Regions from separate parts of the Pan troglodytes genome. Here region 1 is linked to region 2. A link is a contact called in public Hi-C data. All regions are on one chromosome and are shown on one strand. The core of a region is the stretch at or near the end of the contact, and the rest is flanking DNA. Distances in the headings are between cores, read along the strand shown.

Region 1 (5,138 bases), core at 471-2,970, 310 kb after region 2:
AAACATTCACTTGGACCCCCAAACCTAAAATAAAAAAATTTTAAAATATTTGATAATGAGAAATAACATGACACTGAATAGGATACAAATCCATGAGTCCATAGATACACACACAGGGAGAGAAGAAAAACCTGTTCTTTAAAGTAGCATTCCAACCAGTCAATGTAGAATTCATGATAAATTTAGAAAATCACCTTTTGGTAATTACTATAGTAACAATTCAGGCAAGAAATACGTATCAATCCTAAAACTAGCAAGTGAAAGTTTGATGAGAAAGAAGACATTTACACAATCCCAAAGTAGGTCTCCCTGAAGCCCTGACTGGTGACAAGGGGGAAAGTAAGCCCTTTATTAAAGTAGAGAACTTTATGGTGGCAGACGCCCCCTTCACCAAGTGACCGGCATCCACTTCACCGGAAAGGTGTCGCGGCCGCATCGGGTGCCCCTGCTGGGATGCAGAAGCCCAGGGCAGCCCACGGATGGGTGGGTGCCCACCTGAGGGCGGAGGCTGGCTCTGATGGTGAGGAAATGTCGAAGGGCAGGTGACACAAGAACTGGCCATTGTCCTCCTGAAAAGTGCTCAGGTCGTGACAGATGAGACAGGACTGAGGAGCTGTTCCAGATGAAGAGACTGAAGAGAAAGGACAACGAAACAAAACGCGTGGCTGGGGGTCTCCTCTTCCAAGAAATGACGCCCCTGAGACAAGGCACAAAATGTGAATGAAGCCTGCAGCTTAGCTGATAGCATGATATTAGTGCTGATTTCCTGATTTTGACAATTATACTGTGGTTAGGAGAATGACCCTGTTTTTATGAAACATCCACTGAAATATTTAGGGGTAAAGGGATATGATGTCTGCAAATTCCTCTCAGGGGTTCAGAGTTCATATAAACACACAGTGAGAGATCGTGAGAAATGAGATATGGGCAGATCTGGTGAAATGCTAACATCGGGCAATCTGGGTGAAAAGGATATGAGAACTCTTTGTATTATTTTTGTGACTTTATGTTTGAAATTGTCAAAATAAAATGTTATTTATTATTTAATAATTGTTTTTTTAGAGACAGAGTCTCACCATGTTGCTCAGGCTGGTCTCGAACTCCTGGGCTCAAGTGACCCATTACCTTGGCCTCCCAAAGTACTGGAATTACAAGCGTGAGCCACCTCGCCCAGCCCTAAAGTGTTATTTTAAAAAAGGAATTAAGAAATACAGGCTGAGCAGTGGCTTGTGCCTATGATCCCAGCACTTTGGGAGGCCAAGGCAGGAGGATCGCTTAAGCCCAGGTGTTTGAGACCAGCCTGGGCAACATGGCAAAACCCCATCTCTACAAAATATTTAAAAATTAGCCGGGCATGATGGTGCACACCTGTAGTCGCAGCTACTCAGGAGGTTGGGGTGGGAGAATCGCTTGAGTTGCAGTGAACTGTGATCGCACCACTGCACTCCAGCCTGAGAGACAGAGCAAGACTGCATCTCGAAAAAAAGAAAAAGAGCTGCAATGGGCCTGTGTGTTAAGTAAGAGCATGTGTTAGTGCTGCCTTTTACTGTCTCCCAAGGTGGGAGCATCACCGAAGCAGGCCCTGAGAGAACTAGAGGACTCTAACTCGCTGAGGGCAAGGAGATTCTTCCGGGAATTTTTCGTTGGCTTCTCCCAAATAATAACAACAGCCTGGACACAGGATGTGCAGGCCAGCCCTGGCTGGGGACGTCTTCCAGGCTGGCGCCAGAGGGCGCTGTCCCCAGGGACCACATGGGGTGCCAGGCCACATAACTCTGCAATGTGTTGGCTGAACTTTTCAGGAAACTTGGATGCCGCACATACTTTTCCTTTCTTTGTGGGCAGGCAAGATGAGTCACGTTTTTCTGGAGTCTGCTCAGCCCCAGTATTCAGACCTCATCAGCTGCCCTGGTCCGGAAGGCTCCAGCTGTGGCCAGTGAGCGGGGGGCCCAGGGTGCCCGCGTTGGCTGGGCCAGCACTGGGGCTTAGGGGCAGACTTGGGCAAGCCAGAGTCAATCTTTTTTGTCGGGTACAGGGTAAAGCTCACAGTAATTCTGGATCATGGCAACATTTGGGGACAGACCCAGGGCCCTTTGTACAACTCACAGGGCACAGCCCTGAGGGAGGCTGGGCTTTGGCTTCATATAGTCCCTGTTCTCCCGCCCACCCACCCCCCTCCGCCGCACCTGACTCCCCACCACCTCTCCAGGCCCTACCTTCGAGTACCTCACTCTCCAGCACTTCGAGCTGCCCCTCACTCCCCAGCACTTCTCCAGGCCCTACCTTCGCGGTCCCCTCAGTTCCCCTGCCTCCCTTCCTTCCGAAGTCCACTGTGGTATTGGGAAGTTGGAGCAGCGACCTGAAGGAAGGGACCCCACCTGTGTCTATCTGCAGGAAGGGTCGCTGCAGGCTCTCTGAGAGGCAGGCTCTGGGATGGAAATGAGCATGTTGGATGTACATCAGGGAGTGCTCTTGGGCCTGACAAAGGGGCGATGGAGACCCCGTGAAGCCCCGACAGAGAGTTCTGAAGCCCGGATGCCCCTTCAGAGCTGTCCTGAGCGGGGGTCGGGGGCTGGTCCTTTATGTACATCGGCCGGTTATTGGGCGTAGGCCGGCTCTGGGAGGGGCTGAAGGCTGGCGAGGTGGCGCTCCTTAGCTGAGGGCCGTCTGTCTGTCACACCCACAGCTGGGAGTGAGTTCCTCATTCTTGAAGGAATCGGGAATCTGGGAGGCACGGCACAGCACAGCCTCAAGGGCGTTCTGGCTCCAGGGTGTTTTCTAGCAGAGGGCCCAGGGACATGCTCAGCATCTCAGGGTGTTTCAGGCAGAGGGCCTAGGGGACATGAGCCTGAGCAGAGGAAGACAGGGGGTGGGTGTGCACAAGACACAGTCAGAGCCAGCCCAGGGTGACCTCAGAGGACCTCAGAGGCCATGTGTGGTGGGGCTTGGAGTTTAAATTTAAATGTGCTGGGGAGGTGTCAAGGGGTTGAACAGGGGATGACATGATGGGATTTATGTTTTAAAAACAGGAATTGGCAAATTACTACCCAATGGCCCAATCCTGCTGGCCACTTGCTTTTATAAATACTTATTGGAACACAGCTGCACCATTAGTTTATACTTTGTCTATGGCTTCGTAGTTGCAAAAGAGACCACGTGGCCTTCGAAGTCTAAGACATTTACCATCTGGCTTTTTACAGGAAACATTTGTCAACTGCTGTTTGAAGAGACCCCTCTCCTTGCTGGGCAGAGTCATTTCCAAGGCAGCAAGGGACTCTCACGGGGGCCACGGCCCCTCACGAGCCTTCCCAGTTTCACCCCGGTGCCTAAAGCAACTCACTTTAGCAGTTGCTCGTGTTCTTTGGTATTAATGATATAAATCACCTGTGCATACCATGAGGTTCCTCCAGGAGGCTGCGGGGCCCTCCCAGGTGGAAGTGGAGAAAAGTCCTCAGTGTCTCTACCTGTGCGCAAACACAAATACTTCCACTGCCCTCTCCCGCCTCCTCTCCCATCCCCCATTGGTCTCCTCCTCTTCTCAGGCCTCTCCTCCTGGACCACCAGTGATGCCGGCAGCCACAGGTCCCTCTGCCCCCAAAGCAGGTCTCGCCTCTGCAGCATCGGTACAGTCCCACAGGCCCCTGTGGCCTCCCTGAAACTGAGGAGTAAAATGACCCACGTACGGGTCATGTGAGCAATGCCCCAGGAACACACACCACACACATGACTGCAAGGAAGGAAGTGTGGGTTCCTTTTAAGGTAGGAGCCACCAGAGCTTCCCCAGGAACCTCTCTGCCTCCGAGGCACCAAAGGTTTCCTGTCCTTGCAATGCTGGGAGGGACCCTAGATGGATTTGTGGGTGCATCTCGGGCACCCCGCTCAGCACATGGCTCAGGCACACGCAACAACTCAGTGGTGTCTCCAGGCGAGCGGGTACCTGCGCTGCTCTCATGCTCAATCCTCAACCCTACTCTGCCTGGATGCAGGGGCTGACCTCTGACCCCTGCTGCCACGTGTCCAGGCTCCCGCTGGGCAGGAGACAGGGAGACACCTTGGGCAACATCTGACCGTAGCTACAGCCCCTTTGGCTCCCATTCCTGCCAGACAGACCAACTGCAGCTCCCGGTTCCAGCCCCGCCAGGGTTCCCGGCGCCGCCCTCTTCCCTTCTCCCACCTGGGGTGGGAAAGGATTTTCCTTACTCATCGGTGGGTCGCTTCCCAAACTCTAGTCTGATGTCTCAGCTCTTTCCTCACCTTTATAAGCACGCAGCCACATAATCAGAACTGTGACGTCCGTGTATTAAACTCCATCTGCTTTTAGTACGGAGAGTAACCCTCTTCCAGGTAGGACCTGGGCTGACAGCTGAGCTAGGGCCATCTGCAGGAGAGGATTCAGATGGGGTCAGCGCTGCGATTCGGGGGAGTAACCAGCAGTGAGCTTCAGGCCTAAATGCTGGAGTCCTAAAATTACTCGAGTCTGACCCCTCGGTTTTTGGTCTCGCACTATATTTAGGGACAATGGCCCTATTGATGCTCACTCGCTGAACCACTGCCTGGCGTTTGTTCTGCGGGGCAAGCTGGAGTGGGGTGCTCCTCAGCCCCAGGAGCCCTTGGGATGGAAATGCAAGACTCAGAGGCTCTAAATTAAAGTCTTAAAAGCTTGGGCTCATTCCTCCACACAAAGCACAAAACCTCTGGCATTTTATGGGAAAACAGACTTTTATTTGAAAAATAAACTCAAGTTGCTGGGATATAAAGGAAGAGCTGTCTGTGATCCAGCGCTGAAATGGTGTGAAAGGACCTGAAGTTTTACAAGTTAAATAAACTTCTCTGAAAGACTCATTCGAATTTCAAACAGCTCGCAGCACAGATCCTCTGAAAAGATCCCCAGATGTAGCAGGATGAGACACAGCGCCCGCTCCAGGGTGGGGGTCAACCATGTGGAATGGGAGATTCGGATTCAACCACAAACAGAGAAAATGAAATTCTTTTTGGATGTTCAAAATACACATGACCTCGGTCATAGTTGTGAGCTAGTCTTGGAAACGGACAGGGGGAAAACCTACCATTCCACATCTCTGGCAGAAACCCGGGACTTACTTCCATCCAGCGGATCATCTGTGCCCTAAGAACCCCCC
Region 2 (5,550 bases), core at 2,026-4,525:
ATATGTAGCCTTCTGCAATTTGGTTTTTTGTTTTAGTGACAAGAGTTTCTGAAATGGTGAATGAACAAAGCTCAGTAGAATTCCTCAGAAAACTAAGTAAAATCTTCCATTTATATATCTAATAAACTGCATACCAGGAAATCTTCAGTATATATTAAAGCCACACAAAAAATACTATGCGTTCCTAGGGGAAATTGTGGGACAGTGTCTCCTTGGATGTTGTGGGATATCCAGCATCCTGGGGCCTGCCCACCCATCCTCCAGCATTCTGACAAACAGAAACACCCTACAAAATTCCAACCGCACCCTGGGACCAATACTGCCTCCTTTGAGGCCCATGCCTCTGGGTGAAATTGCTGGGTTGAAGCATGAGTTCACCTTCAAGCCACTAGATGCCACAGAGGTCTTCCAAATTGCCCCACCGACATACAGATGAGATCCACCCTTGGTAGTTCCAAGGCCAGTTGCTCAACATCAGTTCAAATATATAGCGTTCATTTGAATTGGATCTTTTGTAAATTGCTTGTTCATATGCTTTGCTCATTTTTTTCTCTTTCCTTATTGATTATGTGTGTGTGCCTGTGTGTGTGTGTGTGTGCACGTGTTTGTTTGTTTTAGAGACAGAGTTTCACTCTGTCACCCAGGCCAGAGTGCAGTGCCACGATCATAGCTCAATGCAGCCCCAAACAACTGGGCTAAGGCATCCTCCTGCTTCAGCCTCCCTTGTAGCTGGGACTAAAGGCACATGCCCACACCCTAGCTGGGACTAAAGGCACATGCCCACACCCAGCTAGGTTTTTAAAATTTTTTGTAGAGATGGGGTCTCACTATGTTGCCCATGCTGGTCCCGAGTTCCTGGCCTCAAGGGATCCTCCTGCCTTGGCCTCCTAAAGTGCTGGGATTACAGGCATGAGGCACCATGCCTGGCTGTGTGTGTTTTAACTTGCTATCTATTCTTTTGCTGTGTGTGTGTGTGTGAGTCCGCTATCTGTTCCTTTGCTGTTGTCTATTCCTTGTTGTGTGGGTTCATTTTAGACTTTTCCCAGTTTGTTGCTACTCCCAAACCTGCCCTAATTCAATACAAAGTCATGTGAGTGGGCAATGAGGCCCTTCCAGCCCTTCACTCTGGAGCTCTGGGTGTGTGTGACAGGCTGAGGGGAGGCACTTTCCCAGTAGCCCCCTGCCTCCAGCGTCATCCTAATGCTCTTGGGAGCAGAGTGGTCCTGGGGCTTGGGAGAGGCCATCCTGGGTAGCGTTTGAGAGACAGGACTCAGGACTCCCCTCCAAATTGAGGCTGTATGTGACACCACTGTGTGAGACCCCCAGGTTCTGCCCCCTTCCCCACTTCCTTCTCCATGCCCACCCCCAGCTCCAGCCACTGTCAGTACCAGTGGAACTGCTGCAGGAGCCTCTCAGCATCCCAGTCTGTCTGCTCTGGGCTCCTCCAGACCGTTCTCCACCCACAGCAACAGCGGCTCCTTTCCCTATATATACATTATGAGTCATTTCAGGCAGCGAATCTACCTTCCAGTTTAAGAAATAAGACATTACAGGCCAGGCAAGGTGGTTCATGTCTGTAATCCCAGTGCTTTGGGAGGCCAAGGAGGAAAGATTGCTTGAGCCCAGGAGTTTGAAATCAGCCTGGGCAACAACGCAAGATCCTGTCTCTACAAAAAAATTAAAAAATTAGCTGGGCATGGTGGCACATGCCTGTGGTCCCAGCTACTAGGGAGGCTGAGGTGGGATGATTGCTTGAGCCCAGGAGGTCGAGGCTGCAGTGAGCCAAGATTGCACCACTGCAACTACAGCCTGGGCAACAGAGAAGGATCCTGTCTCAAAAAAAAAAAAAAAAGACAAGACATTACAAATGGGGGGCTCCTAGGTGCTCTAATGTGAATACTCACTTAAAACCTATAATGTGATCCTACCTAAAATTGCTCAATGGCTTCCCATGGCCCTTCAAGTGAAGCAGGGACCAGGACATGCAGGACCCTGAGATCAGGCCTCCTGAGATGTTGCACCCATCCTGGGGTGCGGTCCCAACACCTGAGCTGAGTTTCCCAGGGCTCAAGGACCTGGTCTCGCTGCCCGCGCCTCCTCCCAGCCCCACTCCCCAACCTCTCTCGCCAGCGGGTACCATCCCATCTGTGTGGGCGAGGCGCTCAGCGCTAGAGCTGTGGACACCAAGGAGGAGGCGCTCAAAAGATGTTTACAAACGGGCTGGGCACGCTGGCTCACACCTGTAATCCTAGCACTTTGGGAGGCCGAGGCAGGAGGATTGCTTGAGCCCAGGAGTTCGAGACCAGCTTGGGAAACAGGGTAAGACCTTGTCTCTACTTAAATTATATATATATATATATATATATATATGTATATATATATATATATATACACATATATATATATATACACACACATATATATATATATACACATACATACACACACACACACACATATACATACATACATACATATACATGAGAGAGAGAGAGACCGGGTGAGGTGGCTCACACCTGTAATCCCAGCACTTTGAGAGGCCGAGGCGGGCGGATCACCTGAGGTCAGGAGTTTGAAACCAGCCTGGCCAACATGATGAAACCCCGTCTCTACTAAAAATACAAAAATTAGCTGGGCGTGGGGGCAGGCACCTGTAGTGGCAGCTACTCGGAAGGCTGAGGCAGGAGAATCGCTTGAACCCGGGAGGCAGAGGTTGCAGTGAGCTGCGGAGGTTGCAGATCGCGCCACTGCACTCCAGCCTGGGCGACGACAAAGCGAGACTCCGTCTCAATATATATATTTATTAAAGATATTTATAAACGAACAAAAAGTTGGAAACACTTTGCATACCAAAGCTCAGGCGTGGGCGAGAGCGGGGAGACTAGACTCCGTCCGCGGTCCAGGGCTGCATGGGGCAGCGATGCCCGCTCTGCCCAACGCTCCGCTAGCGAAGCGCAGTTCGTGGTCGCCAGGCCTGCAGCTCCCGCCTGGGCTCCGCGCTTCCGCACCGGGCTGCGGGTTCCTCTCTCCGCCTCCTGCGCCGGGTCAGCCCCGGAGGACACTGATGAGTGCGTGAATGAGTGCATGAACAAGGGAATAAATGCGCGAAGGCCAGCACCGCCAGGCTGCAGCGCCGGCCAAGGGCCCCAGCGGAGCTCGGCGGGGGTGCGGGGCGGTTCCAGGAGCCTCGCCCCCTGCTGGGGACCGAGCTTGTGCCCTGGCGTCGTGGCCTCCGGCAGGCAGCAAGGAAGGGGGTGTAAAGAGCCCAGTTAGGCTGAGTCCCTGCCCTTCCGAGGGAGCCCATCTGCGAGTGAGCCCGTCTGCAAGTGAGCTGGGCCTGGGCCTCTGCCCGGGTCGCCCCGCCAGCCCGGGCCCTCTGGCTGCGCCCCATTTCCAGCCGGCGTCAGGGAGGGGGCTGCAGTGCTCCGGGGGTCATCGGATTCGGGCGGGGAAGGAAAGGCGGGACGTCTGCGCCCCAGAAGACAGTCCCCGGGTCTCCCACCCTGAAAGCCAGCGAGGTTCGGGTAAATGAAAGTTGCTGAAGCCTGACCCCTCGTGGTGGGCACAATCACCACACGCCCCAGGTCGGCCGCGGGAGGATTTAGAATTAGAATTATTATTGCCGTTATATTTGTTTAGAGATGGGCTCTCCCTATGTTGCCCAGGCTGGTCTTGAATTTCTGGACTGAAGCGATCCTCCTGCCTCAGCCCCCCGAGTAGTCGGGACTACAGGCGGGTGCCACCACATCTGCTTAGAATTATAATAAATTCGAATTCTCATAGTGCTTACTTATAGCCAGCACCAACTAAAGCTTAACATATATTAAGTCATTTAATTCTCTCAACAATCCTAGGAGGTGGGTTCTGTCATGATCCTCATCTTAGAGTTGTGGGGAGTGAGGCCCAGCCTGCATGAGTAGCTTGCACAAGGTCACAGGGTCACACAGCAAGCAGGCAGTGAAGCTGGGATTTGAATCCAGAATTGGTGCCCTTAACCTCTACAGAGAATTATAACGCACACGTTTCCTCACCTTTGTGCAGTTCTAAAAGCACACCAGCTTTATCTATTCATATTCTTACTTTATTTTATTTTATTTGAGACAGAGTCTCACTCTGTTGCCCAGGCTGGAGTGCAGTGGCGCGATTTCAGCTCACTGCCTCCTGGGTTCAAGCAATTCTCCTGCCTCAGGCTCCCGAGTAGCTAGGACTACAGGTGTGAGCCACCACACCCGGCTAATTTTTGTGTTATTAGTAGGGACGGGGTTTCACCATGTTGCCCAGGCTGGTCTCGAACACCTGACATCGTGATTCGCCCCCCTCAGCCTCCCAAAGTGCTGGGATTACAGGTGTGAGCCACCGTGCCTGGCCTCATGTTCTTTAGATCTCACTTCACTTCCTTCTTCCTCACCTAAGTCATCAACACATCCTGATCGAATGACTCAAAGGCTGAAAATATGCTCATCCTTTAAAAGCTACCCCTCAAAGTGCAAATTAAAAGCACAATGAGACATCACAAGTGTCGCTGAGGGTGCTGAGCAAGTGGGACTCTCACTCACTGCTGGGGGGTGTGTGAAATGGTACAGTTACTTTAGTTTTTTATAAAGTCAAGATACGCTTACCATGTTAACTGACAATTCCACTCTTGGTGTTTACCTAACAGAAGTAAAAACATAGACCCCCAGCTTTGCACATGTTATAGCAGCTTTATTCATCACAACCCCAGCCTGGATGCAGTCCAGGCATCCACCAATGGTTGAATGATAACTACATCGTGGTTCATCCATACAACTGAATACCACTCAGCAGTAAAAAGGAACAAACTCTCGATACACACAGTGGCATGAATAAATCCCAGAAACATCCGCTGAGCCTAGAAAGCCAGACGCAGAAGCCTGCACGCTGGGTGGCTCTGTGTGTATGAGACTCTGGACAAGATACAGGGCTCTTTGGTGCCAAACAGCACACCAGCGGCCTCCTGGTCCAAAGCCGGTGGTGGCAGAGATGGTGATTTTAAGACACAGCACAAGGGAATTTTGGGGGGTGATAGAAAGTTCTATATTTTGATTGTGGTGGTAGGCACACAGGTGGATACGTTTGTCAAAACTCATCAAAGTTTACACTTAAAATGATTGAATACAGTAATCTCAGAACTTTGGGAGGCTGAGGCAGGCAGATCACCTGAGGTCAGGAGTTCGAGACCAGCCTGGCCAACATGGGGAAACCCTGTCTCTACCAAAAAGTATAAAAAATTAGTCGGGTGTGGTGGCGTGTGCTTGTAATCCCAGTTACTTGGGAGACTGAGGCAGGAGAATCGCTTGAACCCGGGAGGCAGAGGTTGCAGTGAGCCAAGATTGTGCCACTGCACTCTAGCCTGGGCGACAGAGTGAGACTCCGTCAAAAAAAAAAGTGAACACATTTATAGCACAATCTGACAAGACTTTAAGACAAGAATTTGGGGTGTTTAGAGAGATAAGCAAAGCGGTCATCTAAAAAGGACAAGAAAGCCAGGCGCAGGGACTCACAGCTGAAATCCCAGAGATAGACTCCATC

The links. Hi-C and Micro-C count contacts between places; a contact is called where the count stands out from the background.
Region 1: a Hi-C map of stem cell-derived neural progenitor cells shows a contact between it and region 2, with 5 times the contacts expected there. The contact joins two enhancer-like sites. A contact is called at or near these places in 2 of 7 Hi-C or Micro-C datasets (blood and stem cell-derived neural progenitor cells).

Annotation. Positions count from the first base shown.
Region 1 is chr6:166,773,536-166,778,673 of NHGRI_mPanTro3-v2.0_pri, forward strand. The region is part of intron 3 of PRKAG2 (protein kinase AMP-activated non-catalytic subunit gamma 2); the gene reads right to left. Among named protein-coding and RNA genes, the nearest start is that of PRKAG2, 120 kb to the right of the region's middle. Within about 2 kb of position 1,721, at least 7 of the 24 cell types and tissues checked have an H3K27ac peak or open chromatin away from gene starts, as enhancers often do. A contact at or near this core is called in stem cell-derived neural progenitor cells, where this site is marked.
Region 2 is chr6:166,465,991-166,471,540 of NHGRI_mPanTro3-v2.0_pri, forward strand. No RefSeq gene overlaps it. Among named protein-coding and RNA genes, the nearest start is that of CRYGN, 8.0 kb to the left of the region's middle. Within about 2 kb of position 3,276, at least 9 of the 24 cell types and tissues checked have an H3K27ac peak or open chromatin away from gene starts, as enhancers often do. A contact at or near this core is called in stem cell-derived neural progenitor cells, where this site is marked.